Regions from separate parts of the Mus musculus genome. Here all the other regions are linked to region 5. Evidence: chromatin contacts called from public HiChIP or PLAC-seq and promoter capture Hi-C data. All regions are on one chromosome and are shown on one strand. Each heading gives the region's core, a stretch centred on a gene start, on an enhancer-like site or on the middle of the called end of the contact. The rest is flanking DNA. Distances are from core to core; before and after follow the strand shown.

Region 1 (2,953 bases), core at 169-2,668, 720 kb before region 5:
TTCATTCACAAGAAATATACTGATGGTATTTCTGTCCCCCACTCTTCTCCCTCCTTAGGCTGGGGTGCAACTCCATTGTAGAGCTCCTGCCTAGAATCCCCCAGTGAGAGGTTGGGATGTGGCTCATTGGTAGAGCCCCTACCTAGAACTCCCCTGCTTAGAACCCCCCAGTGAGGGGCTGGGGGCATGGCTCAGTGGTAGAGCCCCTGCCTAGAATCCCCCAGTGAGGGACTGGGGGCATGGCTCAGTGGTAGAGCCCCTGCCTAGAATCCCCCCAGTGAGGGGCTGGGGTGTGGCTCAGTGGTAGAGCCCCTGCCTAGACTCCCCCAGTGAGGGGCTGGGGGTGTGGCTCAGTGGTAGAGCCCCTGCCTAGAATCCCCCAGGAAGGGGCTGGGGCTTTGCTCAGTGGTAGAATATTTCCTTAGCATATGTGAGCCCTGGTTTCCATCCCTAGTACTAGGAAGAAGGAGGAAAGAAAGAAGGAAGAAAAAAGAAAGGAAGGAAGGAAGGAAGGGAGGGAGGAAGGAAGAATAGAGAGCCTAGTGAGATGTTCAGCAGGTACAGGTGTTTGCCACACAGGTCTGGTGACCTGAGGTCAATCCCTAGAACCCACATAAAGGAGAGAACCGACTCTATAAAACTGTCCTCTACCCTCCACACACAGGTTGACAGATGTTGCTTCCCTGACTCCATCATTTACACACACAGTAATAATCAATCATACAATTTTTAAAGCAAAGGAAGAAAGAAAGGAAGGAAGAAAAAGAAAATTAAAGGAAAAAAAAAGAGAAGAAAAGAGGCCACACAGTAGAAGACTGGCAAAGTGCATTACGGCAGATCACCAGATGGACTTGGTACCCAGCTCTTAAAATAACAGCTATGAAGGCTGCAGTGGTATATATGTCCATGACATAATTGTAAGTAAAACAGGCTCAACCCACGATGGTCTCTGCCTAGAACTGGGTAAAAATACACCTTCACATAAACAGAGGCCAGGAGGGACACCAAAAGCCACAAATTGGCAGAGATCTTTTTTCTTTTCTTTCTCTCTTTCTTTCCTTTCTTCTTCCGTCTTTCCTTCCTCCCTCCCTTTGTCCCTCCTTCCCTTCCCTTCCCTTCCCTTCCCTTCCCTTCCCTTCCCTTCCCTTCCCTTCCCTTCCCTTCCCTTCCCTTTCCTTCCCTTTCCTTCCTTTCTTCCTTCTTCCCTTCCTTCCTGTATTAGGGTTCCCCAGAGCCACAGAACTTATGGAATGTCTCTCTATACTGAGGGAATTTATTGTGATGACTTACAGTCTGTAGTCCAACTCCCCAACAGTGGTCAGCTGTGAATTGGAAGTCCAAGGATCTAGTAGTTGCTCGGTCCCACTAGGCTAGTTGTTTCATCTGGTCTTCTGTAGAAGTAGATTCCAACAGATGTGCTGGCAAGTAAATGAAGGCAGGCTAAAAAGAGTGAATCTTCCTTCTTCTAAAGTCCTTCTGGAGGCCTCCAGCAGAAGGTGTGGCCCAGATTAAAGGTGTGTATCACCACGCCTAGATCTGGGACTTGCTTTGCCCCAGGCTGACCCTGAACTCAAAGATCTACTTACCTCCTGGGACTAATGGTGTGTACTACCTTGCCTGGGCCTAAGCTTTTCATGGCCACTGTGCCTCAAGATCTCCATGCCAAGATCCAGATCAGAAATGTGTATATCCCAGCCTCAAGATCTGGATCACGGGTGAGCCTTCCAATTCTGGATTGTAGGTCATTCCAGATATAGTCAAGTTGACAACCAGGAATAGCCATTACCCTTCCTTCCTCCTTCCTTCCTTCCTTCCTTCCTTCCTTCCTTCCTTCCTTCCCTCCCTCCTTCCTTCTTTTTTTTCTTTTCTTCCTTTCTTTGTCTTGCTCTTCGCTGTGGTAGTGCCATAATCACATATTGAGAGGGAACTGTGTCGAGGGAGAAGGGAGCCTTGGGCTCTGGTTGACGGGTTGTCATCAGAAACACATGTACTTTACTTGCAGCTATGGGCACAGATTGGGCGCAGAGTCCTGGGCTTTGGGGATGAGTCTAGGCCAACGTGCATTTTCCAGTACAGTCTCTGATTTCCAGGAAAGTAGTGTGTGTGTGTGTGTGTGTGTGTGTGTGTGTGTGTGTGTGTAAGTCAGAGGATTACTTCTGCCTTTTTTTTTCTTTTTAAATAGTTTATTTTACATTTTGTGGGGGTGGGGCTGAGTATATGTCTATGCACCATGTGCATGCAAGTACCCACAGAGGCCAGCAGAGGGCATCAGATCTCCCAGAGCTGTCCCAAATGGGTGTTGGAAACTGAACCCAGATCTTCTGCAAGAGCAGGAAGTACTGGTCACTGCTAAGCCATCTCTTCAACTCCTCCCCTTTTCTTAAGATGGTCTCTTGATGGCCTGGTACTCATTAAATAGTCTAGATCCTCCTGTCTCTGCCTCCCCAGTGCTGGGATTAAAAGCATGGTGTACCTTACCCAGCTGTTTTGTTTTGTCCAATGTGGGGTCTAGTGATGGAATTCAGGTCCTCATGTCTGTAAGGCTCCAGAACTGCAAGGGCAATACATGTCTGTTAAATAATTAATACAAAGTCTCAGATATCCTAGGCTGGCCTCCAACTCACTCTGTAGCCAAGAGTGATATGGGATACCCAGTCCTCCTGTTTCTATCTCTAATGTTTTGGGATTACAGGTGTGCACCTCTGTGCCTGGTTTATATGTAGCCAGGATGGACCTTAGGGCGCCATGCATGCTGGGCAAGCACTCTGTCAACTGGCTGCTGCATCCCCAGTCCACATCTGTTATTTTAAACCACTCTGTTTGCAGCATCATGTTAACGCTGCTGCAACATGAAAGACTACACTGTGCCCCCTCCATGTTGAGGCTCCATTGTCCAGAACCTGAGAATGTGACTATATTTGGCCTTTAAAAGGATCATGAAGTTAAAATGAGG
Region 2 (3,104 bases), core at 23-2,522, 780 kb before region 5:
ACAGATGTTAAGATCCTCTATGTCACTTATGATGAGCTTGGTAGGATTTGTCCCCTGCCTGCCGTTAGTGTCATGCCACAGAGAGCAGTGGCGAAGCCCAATCCCATGAGGACAATGCGATCTTTTCTCCAGGACAACATTCATTAAGACCCATAAAGCAGCTGCTAGATCACACTGTCCAGAAAGGAGACCAACCCCGCCCTGATGGGAAGGCAGAAAAAAACTGCATTCTTCTGCCCATGTGCAGATGGTGACAGCTGGAAGTGCCCTGTGAACCTGGCAGCCTGGAGGGTTCTCATCACAGGATCTATAAAAGGACATTTGTACAGTGGGCAGCTATAAAAGGACATTTGTACAGTGGGCAGCTATAAAAGGACATTTGTACAGTGGGCAGCCATGCCTTGTTTGCTGATTTTTCTTTTTGTAGCACTTTAGAAAACACTTTTCTTTTAGGCACTGTTAAGTTTCCCACCCCACAGGAGAAATAAAAGCATTTAATGGGGGACTGGAGACACAGCTCAGTGGCTAGGAGCACCTGCTATTCTTACAGAAGACCCCATTTGGTTCTCGGCACCCACAGGACAGCCTACAACTGTCAGTAACTGCAGCTCCTTCTGGCTTCCTCAGGGACCAGGCACAAGTGGGTGGGACACAGACATAAATGCTGGTAAAATACCCATATGCATGAAATAAAGTTTTCTTTAAACCCGAAATACACAGAATAGAAGCATCTGCTTGGATCTTAGGAGTTGTGTTCTGGTTTCTGTTTGCACTGGAGGCTGAGTTAGGCCCTCACTCATGCTCGGCGGGTGTAGCAGTGGGCTACATCCCTCACAGACCCCTGACACCCATCTCATTTCCCCCCCACCATTTATTCAAGGTAGAGACTCCATTAATAGCCCAGGCAGACTTTGAAGTTCTCATCCTCTTGCCTCTTGAAAAGCTGGGATCCAAGGCCAGGAGCTTCTGTTTGTTTGATTTCTGGGGCAGTTATGAGCTGCCCCATGTGTAGACCAAACTTGAGTCCCTGTAAGAGCAGCAGAGACCCTGAGCCTCTGGAGCTGTCTCTGCAGTCCCTGTTTTTTTGCTTTCTAATGTTTATTTTATGTGACTATCTTTTGTCAGCATGTATGTCTATCACCACGTGTGCCCGATGCTGTCAGAGGACAGACGAGGTATTGGATCCGTGAGAACGGGGCTACGGCTGCCTGCGGGCCACTGTGTGGGAGCTGGAACTAAGCCAACGTCTTAACCCGGAGCCACTGCTGCAGCTCACCAAGTTACTTCCCTTTTAAAGAACTTCCTATTTCCTTGTGTGTGCACGTGTGTGTATGGAGGGATACAGTATGCATGCATGAGGTCTGAGGACATTCTGTGTGTCACCAAGCTTGGCAGCACGCTCCTGTACCCACTAGGCCACTTCTCAGGCCATATTTACTTTTTTTTGAGATAGGGTCTCCTGTAGTCCAGGCTGAGTTCAAACTCACTCTGTAGCTGAGGATGGACGTAAACTCCTGATCCTCCTGCCTCAGCTGGAATTATAGGTATGACCACAATGTGCAGCTTCTATAGTTTCTTAACCCAGGGAAAGATTATTTGAAGTATCCGTGGTTAAAGTTCTCCTGAGGTCCCAGGCCCCCTTACCATTGACCTCGATCAGGTTCGCATTCTTCTGACTGAGAATCACGTACAGCTCCCGCTGGTCAGACTTCTTCCCAACAACCCAGTAGTCGCTCATGGCCTTCACAATGATTTCTTCATCTTCATCTGCTCTGTAACAAAGTTTCAGAGTGGGATGCTTTTATGTACACAGCTAGACTGGGAAGAGAAAAAGAATTCAAAACAAGAAATGGTACTAAGGGGCTGGAGAGATGGCTCAGTGGTTAAGAGCACTGACTGCTCTTCCGAAGGTACTGAGTTCAATTCTCAGCAACCACATGGTGGCTCACAACCATCTGTAATGAGATCTGACGCCCTCTTCTGGAGTGTCTGAAGACAGCTACAGTGTACTTACATATAACAATAAATAAATCTTAGGGCTGGAGCAAGCAGAAGCCAAGTTTAATTCCCAGCAACCACATGGTGGCTCACAACCATCTGTACAGCTACTGTGTACTCATATACATAAAGTAAATAAATCTTAAAAAGAAAGAAAGAAACGACACTAAGTTGTAGTTATAAATAGTTAAGTAGTCACGTATGAAAGGCAACCTTGTGTGATGTGGAAGCAGTCTCTTCTCAAGGGCTCTGGGTCACTTGGTTTAAAGGTAATTATTTAGCTAGGCATGCAGGCATATGTCTATAATCCCAGCCCTGAGAAGGCTGAGGCAGAGAGATCTTGAGTTTAAGTACTACTAGGTTATACAGTGAATCCCATGTAAACAAACAAATAAGATAAATATAAATATACATACGTATAACTCCTTTAAATCTATTCTCAGAAAGGCAACATCCGCTTTGAGAAGTCGCTGGGATTACCTGGTAAAGTCACTGTTGATGTCCCCTAATATCTTCATTAGATCTGGGTGGACGGATGTGAGTGACACACTGGGCGTTTTCCTCATGTGAATTGTACTTTTCTCTGCTAAATTCATGTGGTTGAAGTAGATGAACTTAAACTGGGGCTCCTTTTCAGACCTGTGCAGACATGACATTGAGATGACGACCACTGAAAGAACAGTTATCCCAAGCACACAGGCACGGGTGAGAGTGCAGAATGGCAATCTCAATTCATAGTCAAAACCAAAACTCAAGAGACCCACGAACAGAAAATGCACAAACTAAAACGGAATGGCAGGGGTGGCACGGTGACTCCAAAGAGAAAGCCAAGTAGCACCAAGCCTGATGACCTGAGTCAGAACCCAGGGCCCACATGATGGAGGGAGAGACTCGACTCGACTCTCGCAAACCATTCTCTGACCTAGACACACACACAATAAATACATGGAACTAAATGACTATATAAAGGCTTTGATCTTCAGTGGCTAGACACTCAAATCTAGACTCTCAGTAAGCTGTAACCAATGTTTCAAACAATAATAACATGTGATATCTAATAAGATAGAATTTTCCAAGGAGACGAAGTCTACTTCTTAACCAAAAAG
Region 3 (3,040 bases), core at 127-2,626, 860 kb before region 5:
AAAATAAAAAAAAAAAAGAAAGAAAGAAAATGAGATCAAACAATAGTGATAAGCATGGTAAGATAATTGTTCTGAGTTAGGCAGGCACACACTTCTAACCCCAGCACTTGGAAGCTCTTTCTCCACTGGTGGAGAAAGGGCTCAAGATTATCTTTGGCTGTAAGAATCCCAGGACAGCCTGGGCTACAAAGGCACTGTTTCTGCCCCACACTCCCATGGCCAGGAAACACGAAAAAGGACCTCAACTTACTTAGAAACTGGAGACATCCAAATTAAAACTACATTAGGATGTCTCCATTATCCTGCTGGTAACAGCTTAAACCTGTATAACCGCTTTGAAAAAGAACTTAAAAAGTGGAAGGCAAACCTGCCCACTGGGCCAGGAATTCCATTCCTATACAGGCTATTTATGTTAGCTAGTCTATAAATTCCAGCGCCCATGAGTGAGGACCGGGCAGATAAATAAGCGGGGTGTGGCCAGGAACAAGATCACTCACTATCGTTATAACAAAATCTTGTACAGTATGCCAGACAACAGAACACATACTATGTTTCCAGACCATCAAGATTATATAGCTTAAAGATAGCCTCCACAACCTAACCGCGAAAAAAACAACACATAACTACAGTAAAAGTCGGGACCTCTTGTGGAAAAGTTAAACTGGGAAGGATGGGGCACTAAACCCGTCAACCTGGGTTATGGTAACCCTGGGATCGCTCTGAAAATTCCTCCGAATGAGCATTTTTCGTGTTGTTCACTTTTCTGTGCGCCTGGAGATCGTGACAGGAACCCACAGCAGCACTCATCTAGGAGGATTTTGTCGGACCCGGCCGCAGAAGGGACCGGGACCCTAGGCAGACACAGCGCCGGCGCGCTAGACTGGACGAGGGATAGGGCAGGGTGCGGCGCGGCACGAACGGCGCCTGCGCACCAGGCAGGGGCCGCACGCTCCTACCTGCACGTGGCCCGCGTCGGTGGCGGGGCTGGTGGTCTTGCTGTGCACGTTGGGGAGCCGGTACATGCAGGTTGGAAGCTCTACATGCAGAGGTGCGCTGCCTCCATGATAGGGCTTTACCTGGTACATCGGCATGGTGGGAACCCAAGGAAGGTAGCGGGCGAGGGACAGGAACGCTCAGAAGCCACCCAAGGCCACCTCAGACAGCAGCCGCCTTCTTTCTGACTCTGCTGCTGGCGTTCCGGAAAATGAAGTCCCCGAGCTTTCATTGGCCGGGCTGGTCTAACGTCACCAACTTGACCTTTGAGTTGGCCAATCACCGGTAAAGAGGTCTTGGCATGCCTTCGCTAGCCCGCCCGGAAGGGGCGGATCATATGTCAAAAGCAACCAATGGGTGTTCCAGGAGACGCGTCTTTTCCCGAGAGCGGCAGCGCCAACTCTCCCGCGGTGACTGTGACTGGAGGAGTCCTGCATCCATGGAGCAAACCGAAGGCGTGAGGTGAGCTGGACTTGTGGTCTCCGGGCGCATTCTATAGAGTTCCCGGTATCCCGGTCTCTTGAAAGGACCGGAAGTGGCTGAGGCGCGAGGCGGGCAAGCTCGCGGACTGGACCGGGTCCTCTGTGAGGAAGCTATTTCCTCGGCATCCTCCCGCCACAGGCCGTGCACTTGAAACCCAGCACGAAAATCAGTCGCCGTAGACAAAATTCGTTTCCGCTGTTTGTTTATTTATTGAGTCTTTATTCTTGAAGACTTGGGGAGGGAGGCTTAAAGGCTCACGCTGATCTTGCAGTCAATAGGGTTTTTAACTTTTATTATATTGAGGTGCTTCTGTGCGTTTGGTGTAGTGTTCACAGGCGGCATCATAGCAGTGAAGCACATCTTCGAAGGCCAGCACAGTTACATTCGGTGACAGATTTGTAAATGCAAATTTGCTGTCTGTATTTTAACCTTGTGATTTCCCCAGAGATCCTTTGCAGTTAGAACGAGTGCAAGTGTTTGTTTTGGTTTTTTGAGGTAGTGCTTTGAACTCGGGATCCTCCTACTTCAAACACCCGAGTGCTGTGATAACCAGCGAGGTTCTGTGCAAGGTAGATTGAAGAGAAAAGAGGTTGGTTGGTTTATTTCACCAGGGTTTTTGGAAGTCTACTATATGTCAGACCATATGGAAAATACCCTAAAATTGTTACTGCAAGGATGCACCTATGTTCTGTTATACTTTTATGGGGCATTTCATAGCCGGGAAACTATTTTTATGGTGACTAAACCGTAGGGGAATTAGTGATAGTAGATTGGGACCTTGTCGTTGCTAGACTTCAAACTTCATATGATAGGCAATGAGCACCACTAAAAATTTAAACCTAAAGATTTTTTTCGACTGGATTTGTAATTGTAAAAAGAAATTGGTGGGAATCAAGCCACACCTATAATCCGAGCAGGAACAGGCTCAGCAGGAGTTCATAGTTACCTTTAACGACATAGGGAGTTTGAGGGCGCTCTGGGCTACCTTGGAACCTGTGTCAGAGTGAACAAAACTGGTGGTAGCAATCAGGGTAAACTGGAGACAAAAAGGCGATTACCCTAGGCCAGCCAGGACAGAAAGAGACTTAACCCGTTCGCTGAGTGTGGTCGTGAGGTGGGACTATCATTTGGAGGCTGAGAATGAACTCTTGTCTCAAACATGAGCTCTGAGGACTTTCATCAGAGCAGTGTAGGCAGCATGGATTTGGGTACAGGTTTCAAAAGCAATTATGAGAATAGTTACATAGTTGGAAGATGATTTTTGTCAACCAGTATTTCCCACCAAACTTTGACTTTTTAAGAATTGTGAGCCAGGCGTGGTGGTACAAGCCTTTAATCCCAGCACTCGGTAGGCAGAGGCAGGCCGATTTCTGAGTTCGAGGCCAGCCTGGTCTACAGAGTGAGTCCAGGACAGCCAGGGCTATACAGAGAAACCCTGTCTCAAAAAACCAAAAAAAAAAAAAAGTGTAAAAAAAAAACCAAAAAAACTAATGTTGAAAAGTTATTCAACTTTTCAAGAATGAAGAACTCTGTGTTGTAAAAGAACTCTGTGTTATTGATCTGT
Region 4 (3,108 bases), core at 465-2,964, 510 kb before region 5:
GCCGCAGGTGCTTAGAGTTTAGGGTTCTCCCAAGCAGGGCAGTTATTTCTAATTAGTGGCCACAGCCCCTGAAAGCGAAAATTAATCAAAAGAGGAGGAGGAGGAAGGCTCAGCAGTTGAGTAGGCTTCAGTGGGTGAGCGTACTCAGTTGTTTTCCTTCCTACACCCAAGGATGTGTGGGCAGTGATTGGGAGGGGCTCGCCTGGTCCCTCCCTGTGGGTGGTGACCCGGGTGCTGGGTTGGGCAAGGGGAGGATTTGGGCGTGGAGGGGCAACGAAGTCCATAGTTTAGGAGGTAAAGGTGAGAGGGTTAAGAGTTCCAGGCCAGCTTGGGCTACATGAGCCTAGGTCCAAAACAAACAAACAAACACAGAAAAACGGTGGAGGCGCCTGCTGCAGAATCTGTCAACCAATCTATCTCAGGACCCATATGGTGGAAAGCAGGAACCCACTCTCGAAAGTTATTTATTCTCTGGCTTCCAAATGCGTGCCCACTCATATAAACACACCCTCCCCCCAAATAATTGTAACAAACATTATTATTATTATTTTTAGAAAAAAAGCAAAAGCTAAAGGAGGCCAGGATCTTGTTGGGTCTCCGGCCGTGGCCGGGAGTCAGAACTTCTCTGGAAGTCCAAGATCCATTGTGGGGCGGGACTGAACGAGGACAACACCCCGCCAGCGGCAGCCGCTGAGGCGTCTTTAAGACGCCCTCGCCCAAACCCCGCCCACAGCCCCGCCCCGCCCCGCCCACGTGACCCCGATCTTGTGACCGGCGGGAGGGCGGGGAACCCTTGGCGCGCCCGCCCCGCCCGGCGCGCGCCTCACTGGGCCGAGCTGCCCGGGACACCGCCGTCGCCGCTACCGCCGCCATCCCCGCCGGGCCGAAGGAAGCGAGCCGGGCCGGAGCTGGCGGGCGCGCGGCCCCGGGGGCCGCGATGGACCACAAGCCCCTGTTGCAGGAGCGCCCGCCCGCCTACAACCTGGAGGCCGGCCAGGGCGACTACGCGTGCGGCCCGCACGGCTACGGGGCCATCCCCACCGCGCCCCCGCCGCCGCCCTACCCCTACCTCGTCACAGGTGGGCCCGCAGCTCTTCGGGGTCCCCGAACGGCCTCCGGGCCAAGCACCGCGCTGTCCCCGGCGCGGGCCTGCCGGGGGGGCAGCTGCTACCCGGAGCGCCCTGCCCGGCCAGGCCCTGCCCCGGTGGCCGTGAACTTAGTGTCGGAGGGTTCACACTTGGCTTCTAGAGCCCACCCGCAGGCGCGCTCAGCCCCGTTGGAGGCGGGGAGGACGGGGGCTAAGGGGGAGGGAGGGAGGAGAGGAGGAGGGCCGAGTCGCCCGGGGCTGATCAGCACTCCGCTCCCACAGGGATCCCCACCAGCCACCCCCGGGTCTATAACATCCACAGTCGAACGGTCACCCGGTATCCTGCCAACTCCATCGTCGTGGTCGGAGGCTGCCCGGTCTGCAGGTAAGTCTCTAGCCTGGGGGTGGGGGGTGGCGGCGGAGAACGCACGTGCCGGAATCTTGCAAAAGGCCAGCGGGGGTGGGATGGGGTGGGGTCACAGCCCGGCTCCTGTCTCAGAGGGAAGTCCCGCAGGGGAGGGACTGCAGTGGGAGAAGGTGGGGTCACTCACCCCTGGCTCTGAATTTACTTTATGCGGCAGAAGGATGGGTTCCCTTTTCTGTGGGGAGTTGAGTGCATTTGGGAGGCATGGCACCCGGAGTGCGTGGGACGCAGGAATGTTAACAATGGAGACTGATGGTCTTTCCTCCCTAGTACTGGAGATCCGCAGCGAATCAGGGTTTGTTTTGTTAGGTTTTTTTCCTCCAGTTTCCGCAAGTGTGTCCAGTACTAAGGAGATATTGGGACTTGAGTCCGCAGGCCAGTATGCCAAAGGACTTAGGAGATCCAAGTGGCCAGCAGAGAGCAAAGGCTGTGAGGGTGCAGAATGACGACCAGGGCTTAACAACTCCTGGCCACTAGCTGGCCCAGGAGGAAACCCCGTGCTTCTTTGTTCCGGGCTGGAGTGGTTTTGTTGTTGTGGCTGTTTTACCCTCAAACTGGAGCTGACAGAAACTTTGTGGGGACTTTATGGAAGGTGAGAGATGCAGCCAGGCTCATTCTAGGCAGGCTTTGAGGATTCGGCTTCCAAGTTGGACTTGGCCACTCACCCGGGGATGGGCCAGGTACAGCTCGTGCAGGGCAGGGTTTCAGCCTTTGTCTGGCAGGGGGAAGTTCCAAGTCTCTGAGATGGAATTAAGAAACCCTTGTTTGGACTTAGCTTTCGTTTCAAAAGTGTGTGTCAGAGGCGCAGAGTGGAGCCATAAGGAAGTTAATGATTTTGGAAACTTGCGAGTGGCCTCACAAGAGATGACTGAGGGTGGAAGACACTGGACCCTCGGTTGATCATGTGCTTGGGGGAAGAAGGCTGAAGGCCAGTTAGTTAGAGTCCTCCTTCAGGGACCCAAGTGACTTGGCTTTTGGAGCTGGTGCAGGGGAGAGGAGTGGGACTCAGCTGCTTCCTCTAGCTGTAGATGGGGTGGCTCTCTGATAGCTTGGTCTTGCTGGCCGCCTCTCTCTCTGCAAGCTTTCCACCTGAGGGCTTGAGGCACACCAAAGAGGGAGCATAGACTGGGAGGTGGTCCTAGCTTGTTGAGCCAAGGGGATTAGTATAGGGTCTCCTGTGCAGAGAGAGAGCCACTGGGAACAGAAGGGGGTTAGTTGTATGGAGGTGGGAGACTTCCTGTGTGGCCTTGAGGCTAGTCCCTGCATGGGAATTCTCAGAGCCCTGAGGATGGGACAAATATTAGCTGAACTCTCAGATTTAAGGAGAGGTCTCATAGGGGTAGGTGGCAAGCAGGCAGGAAGGTGGGGAGAGGCATAGCAGTGCAGGGGGCTCACTAGGATTTCATGTCTGCTTGTTCCAGCAACCAGATCCTGGCCCTACCACAGTCAGCTGGGTTTGTTTCTGTTTTTTTTCCTCTCCCCCAGTGGACAGGAGTGTTCCCATGAGGCTCTTCTTGGACCAGACCCCTGAACTTGGGGGTTGGGGTGTGGGGGGACGGACAGCAGGGCAGTATGGCTGCTATAGTCTGGGGCCAAG
Region 5 (2,916 bases), core at 110-2,609:
GTCTCGAACTCAGAAATCCGCCTGCCTCCCCCCCCCCGGCCCCCCCCCCCCCCCCCCCCCCCAGTGCTGTGATTAAAGTCTTGCAGGAACTACTTCACTCTCAGGCGGCTGATCAGCAATAGAGCGCTGGCCTAGTGGATGTGAAGCCCTAAGTTCAACACCCAGCATTGCTGGAAGAGGAAAAATAAAATCTCAGGGAAGGAAGTCCAGCCCTGAAGGCCACACATACACACACACACACACACACACACACACACACACACAGCTGGCCTAGTGGATGTGAAGCCCTAAGTTCAACACCCAGCATTGCTGGAAGAGGAAAAATAAAATCTCAGGGAAGGAAGTCCAGCCCTGAAGGCCACACATACACACACACACACACACACACACACACACACACACACACACACACACACACAGTGAACCAACTGGAGAGGTATTTCGGGTGTCAATCACCCTTCAGTCTGGTTCCTGCGAGGAAAAGGGACACGGGGTTGGGTGTGGAGGCGATGACGAATCTTGAAGCTGCAGCAGCCCAGAGCCCCACCGGCCTAGGTGCTCAGCAGATAGGTCACCCAGGCGATGATTTAAAAGGACAGCACGCCCACCCAAGGCGGCAGACCGCCCCTCCCTGCCCCGCTGCCCGCCCAGGCCGCACCCACTTGGGGGCGGTGCGCCCGAGCTTAGTTCTGGTGGGCGGACGCCGCGGCTTTAAGCCGGGGCGGGACTGAGCGAGGAGCAGCAGCGGCGTCGGCGGCGAGAGTTCTTGGGGACTCGGGCCCGGATGCTGGGGGCTAGTCGGCAGGTCCCGGTAAGCGCAAGGGAGGGCGGGTGAACGGTCCCGGGAGATGCACGCGCGTGCGTGTCTCAGGCGTGGGAGAGAGTCGGTGCAGCACGACGGCTCCACGGAGAAGTGGAGAAGGCTGTCCCTGCTTGACCGAGGTCCTTCCGGCCCCCCAGGAGCCCTCCTAAACTAGATCAGCCACACTGCAGCATTTAGTCCTCCGCGGCGCCGGGCTGCGCTGGAGCGGATGGAGGGACGCGCAGCGCTAGCGGCCGCGGAGGTTGGCCCTCGGCGCTTGCCGTAGCTCAGCGGCCTGCTGGGGGGCAGTCGCTGAGAGTCCCGGGAAGGATCGGCGACAAAAGGAGGGAACCCGAAGGCCGTTTGCGACGCGAAGGGATTGAGTGAGGAGTCGAGGGGGCTGCGGCACCCCACCAAAGCCATCCTGGCATCTGCGGGCCTCCACGCAGGCTCCTGGCTCTCTGGGCCAGACGCTGAGAGTGAAGGTAGCGGCGGCTACGGCGCCCCCTGGCGGCCCGGAGGCGCGTTGTCCAGCCAGCCGGGCGTCGTGGGCGGGGCGGACCCGATGGAGGACGGCGGGCTGTGGGGCCGTTTGCCTTTTCCTTACCTGGGTGGGGACTCCGTGGGCTCGAGGGCATCCAGGCCTGAATCCATATCCTCTCGAAAAGCTCAGAACCTCCTTCCAGAATCCACAGGCGGATAGGGTAGCCCCCTGCTTTCAGGTTCTTGGCCCAGGGAGAAGCTAGGCCTGGTCCCTGGGAGGATCGGGTGGGAGCTCGGAAGTGGCACTTTTACTGAGTGGCTTATAAAAAGGAGATTAAGTGTCGCAAAAGTTTGCGCAGATGATTGGGCTATAGCTCAGAGGGTAGAGTGTCCCCCTAGCACACCAAACCCTGGGTTCGATTCCCCAGAACCTCCTAGCCCTGGGGTGATGGTACACAGGCCTGTCAGGGGTCGGGGCTGGAAGCTCAACAATCAAGGCCAACCGTACATCTACATCAGCCTGCTCCTCCTACCCGAGCTACACAACACCGCCTCCACAGCAGAAAAGCTAGATAAAAAGTTTGGCCAGGATTAGGGCTTCTGTTTTGTTCTTAAGAATGCCTTGACCCTGAGTCTAGTTAATAGTCGGTGAGTATGAGGGACCTCCAGTGTTTGAAGGAGGAACTCTGATAGGAAAAGCAAGAGTTTGCCAAGTCACGGTAGCAAGGCTGATAGTATCCTTAGCTTTTCTCTTCTCTCCCTAGGAACAGGGTCTCTGGTATTATGTAGGCCTGGCTGGTCTAGAACTCACAGAGATCCACAGAGTCCTGGGGTTAAAGGCGTGCACTGGCACACTCAGCTTTTTATTTTTTAAGCATTTGCTTGTTTGTGTATGTGTGTTCGGCATGCATGTGGAGCTAAGAGGTCAGCCTGTGGGACTCAGTTCTCCCCCTCCACCCTGTGGTCACATATCAAGATAGGTCTCCAGGTTTGGCTCCAAGCGCTTTACCTTATGAGCCAGGAGTCAACGTTCCTGTTTTCCAAGTCACTGTGGTGCTTTTAAAGTATGCTTTGGGGCCGGTGAGTTGGTTCAGTGGGTAAAGGTTGCTTGCTGCCAAGCCCGATGACCCGAGTTCAATCCCTGAGACCCACACGGTGGATGGAAGGAACAGACGTCCCACAAGTGGTCCCCTGACTTCCTCATGTGCTGTGTGGCACACACCTTCTTCCACCCCAGTTAAGAAAATGTAATGATAAAAAGCATGCTTTGTGTTTTGTGCCTCGACTGTAGATAAGATCCACAGTCTTTGAGGTAATGCTTAGGAGAATAGTTTATTATTTATACAATACTGGGGGATAAAACCCAGGACAAGGCTCTACCATGATGTAGTGTGTATATTTTCCCAAGGTCTCAGGTAACCCTGACTAGCCTAAAATTCACTATGTACAACAGGCTGGCCTCTTGTCCCCTGCGTGCTGGGATTAAAACCATTTGCCCCCATGCTTAGCTGGTTTTATATTTTCTTAAACTGGTTGGGGTGGGATGGGGGGAGTATTGAAGAAGAGTAGTATTTCATGATGAATTCAGATTATGCAAAAGGTGTCCTTAAGCCCTCCTTTTTGTTTTGTTT

What was found. Promoter capture Hi-C pulls out the DNA fragments that hold promoters and counts their contacts. HiChIP or PLAC-seq counts read pairs in DNA pulled down with a chosen protein or histone mark. Capture Hi-C pulls out chosen DNA fragments and counts their contacts.
Region 1: a contact with region 5 is called in a promoter capture Hi-C map of adipose tissue, with 2.7 times the contacts expected there. The contact joins the promoter of Ocm here to the promoter of Trrap in region 5. A contact is called at or near these places in 5 of 39 promoter capture datasets (the 3T3-L1 cell line, cranial neural crest, embryonic stem cells and 2 more), 6 of 115 datasets of contacts at active chromatin or transcription factors (T-cell acute lymphoblastic leukemia, bone marrow-derived macrophages, embryonic forebrain and 3 more) and 2 of 9 other capture datasets (adipose tissue and liver).
Region 2: an H3K4me3 HiChIP or PLAC-seq map of bone marrow-derived macrophages shows a contact between it and region 5, with 2.5 times the contacts expected there. The contact joins the enhancer-like site here to the promoter of Trrap in region 5. A contact is called at or near these places in 12 of 39 promoter capture datasets (the 3T3-L1 cell line, 3T3-L1-derived adipocytes, the HPC-7 cell line and 7 more) and 2 of 115 datasets of contacts at active chromatin or transcription factors (bone marrow-derived macrophages and embryonic forebrain).
Region 3: a contact with region 5 is called in a promoter capture Hi-C map of pre-B cells, with 3 times the contacts expected there. The contact joins the promoter of Pms2 here to the promoter of Trrap in region 5. A contact is called at or near these places in 9 of 39 promoter capture datasets (the 3T3-L1 cell line, the HPC-7 cell line, cranial neural crest and 6 more), 4 of 484 Hi-C or Micro-C datasets (CD4 T cells, CD8 T cells, cortical neurons and 1 more) and 7 of 115 datasets of contacts at active chromatin or transcription factors (astrocytes, bone marrow-derived macrophages, embryonic forebrain and 4 more).
Region 4: a promoter capture Hi-C map of the SN4741 cell line shows a contact between it and region 5, with 5 times the contacts expected there. The contact joins the promoter of 2900089D17Rik here to the promoter of Trrap in region 5. A contact is called at or near these places in 24 of 39 promoter capture datasets (the 3T3-L1 cell line, 3T3-L1-derived adipocytes, the C10 cell line and 15 more), 1 of 15 datasets of contacts at CTCF or cohesin (the NIH/3T3 cell line), 12 of 484 Hi-C or Micro-C datasets (CD4 T cells, CD8 T cells, the N1E-115 cell line and 6 more), 39 of 115 datasets of contacts at active chromatin or transcription factors (the 230-238 cell line, the NIH/3T3 cell line, the SCID.adh cell line and 25 more) and 3 of 9 other capture datasets (adipose tissue, liver and pancreatic islet).

The regions. Positions count from the first base shown.
Region 1 is chr5:144,049,191-144,052,143 of GRCm38.p6, forward strand. It overlaps Ocm (oncomodulin), which reads right to left and starts at 1,419. Exons shown (of 5, transcript NM_033039.3): 1 at 1,291-1,419.
Region 2 is chr5:143,988,994-143,992,097 of GRCm38.p6, forward strand. It overlaps Ccz1 (CCZ1 vacuolar protein trafficking and biogenesis associated), which reads right to left. Exons shown (of 15, transcript NM_177682.3): 13 at 2,479-2,637; 14 at 1,645-1,772. Among named protein-coding and RNA genes, the nearest start is that of Gm17135, 9.6 kb to the left of the region's middle. Within about 2 kb of position 1,273, at least 53 of the 459 cell types and tissues checked have an H3K27ac peak or open chromatin away from gene starts, as enhancers often do. A contact at or near this core is called in bone marrow-derived macrophages, where this site is marked.
Region 3 is chr5:143,908,625-143,911,664 of GRCm38.p6, forward strand. It overlaps Pms2 (PMS1 homolog2, mismatch repair system component), which reads left to right and starts at 1,377. Exons shown (of 15, transcript NM_008886.2): 1 at 1,377-1,455. The coding sequence starts at 1,433. It overlaps Aimp2 (aminoacyl tRNA synthetase complex-interacting multifunctional protein 2), which reads right to left and starts at 1,215. Exons shown (of 4, transcript NM_001172146.1): 1 at 957-1,215. The coding sequence starts at 1,091.
Region 4 is chr5:144,254,441-144,257,548 of GRCm38.p6, forward strand. It overlaps 2900089D17Rik (a long non-coding RNA gene), which reads right to left and starts at 1,715. Exons shown (of 3, transcript XR_868683.3): 1 at 1,639-1,715. Bri3 (brain protein I3) reads left to right here and starts at 785. Exons shown (of 3, transcript NM_018772.4): 1 at 785-1,079; 2 at 1,370-1,472. The coding sequence starts at 938.
Region 5 is chr5:144,767,435-144,770,350 of GRCm38.p6, forward strand. It overlaps Trrap (transformation/transcription domain-associated protein), which reads left to right and starts at 1,360. Exons shown (of 71, transcript NM_001081362.2): 1 at 1,360-1,413.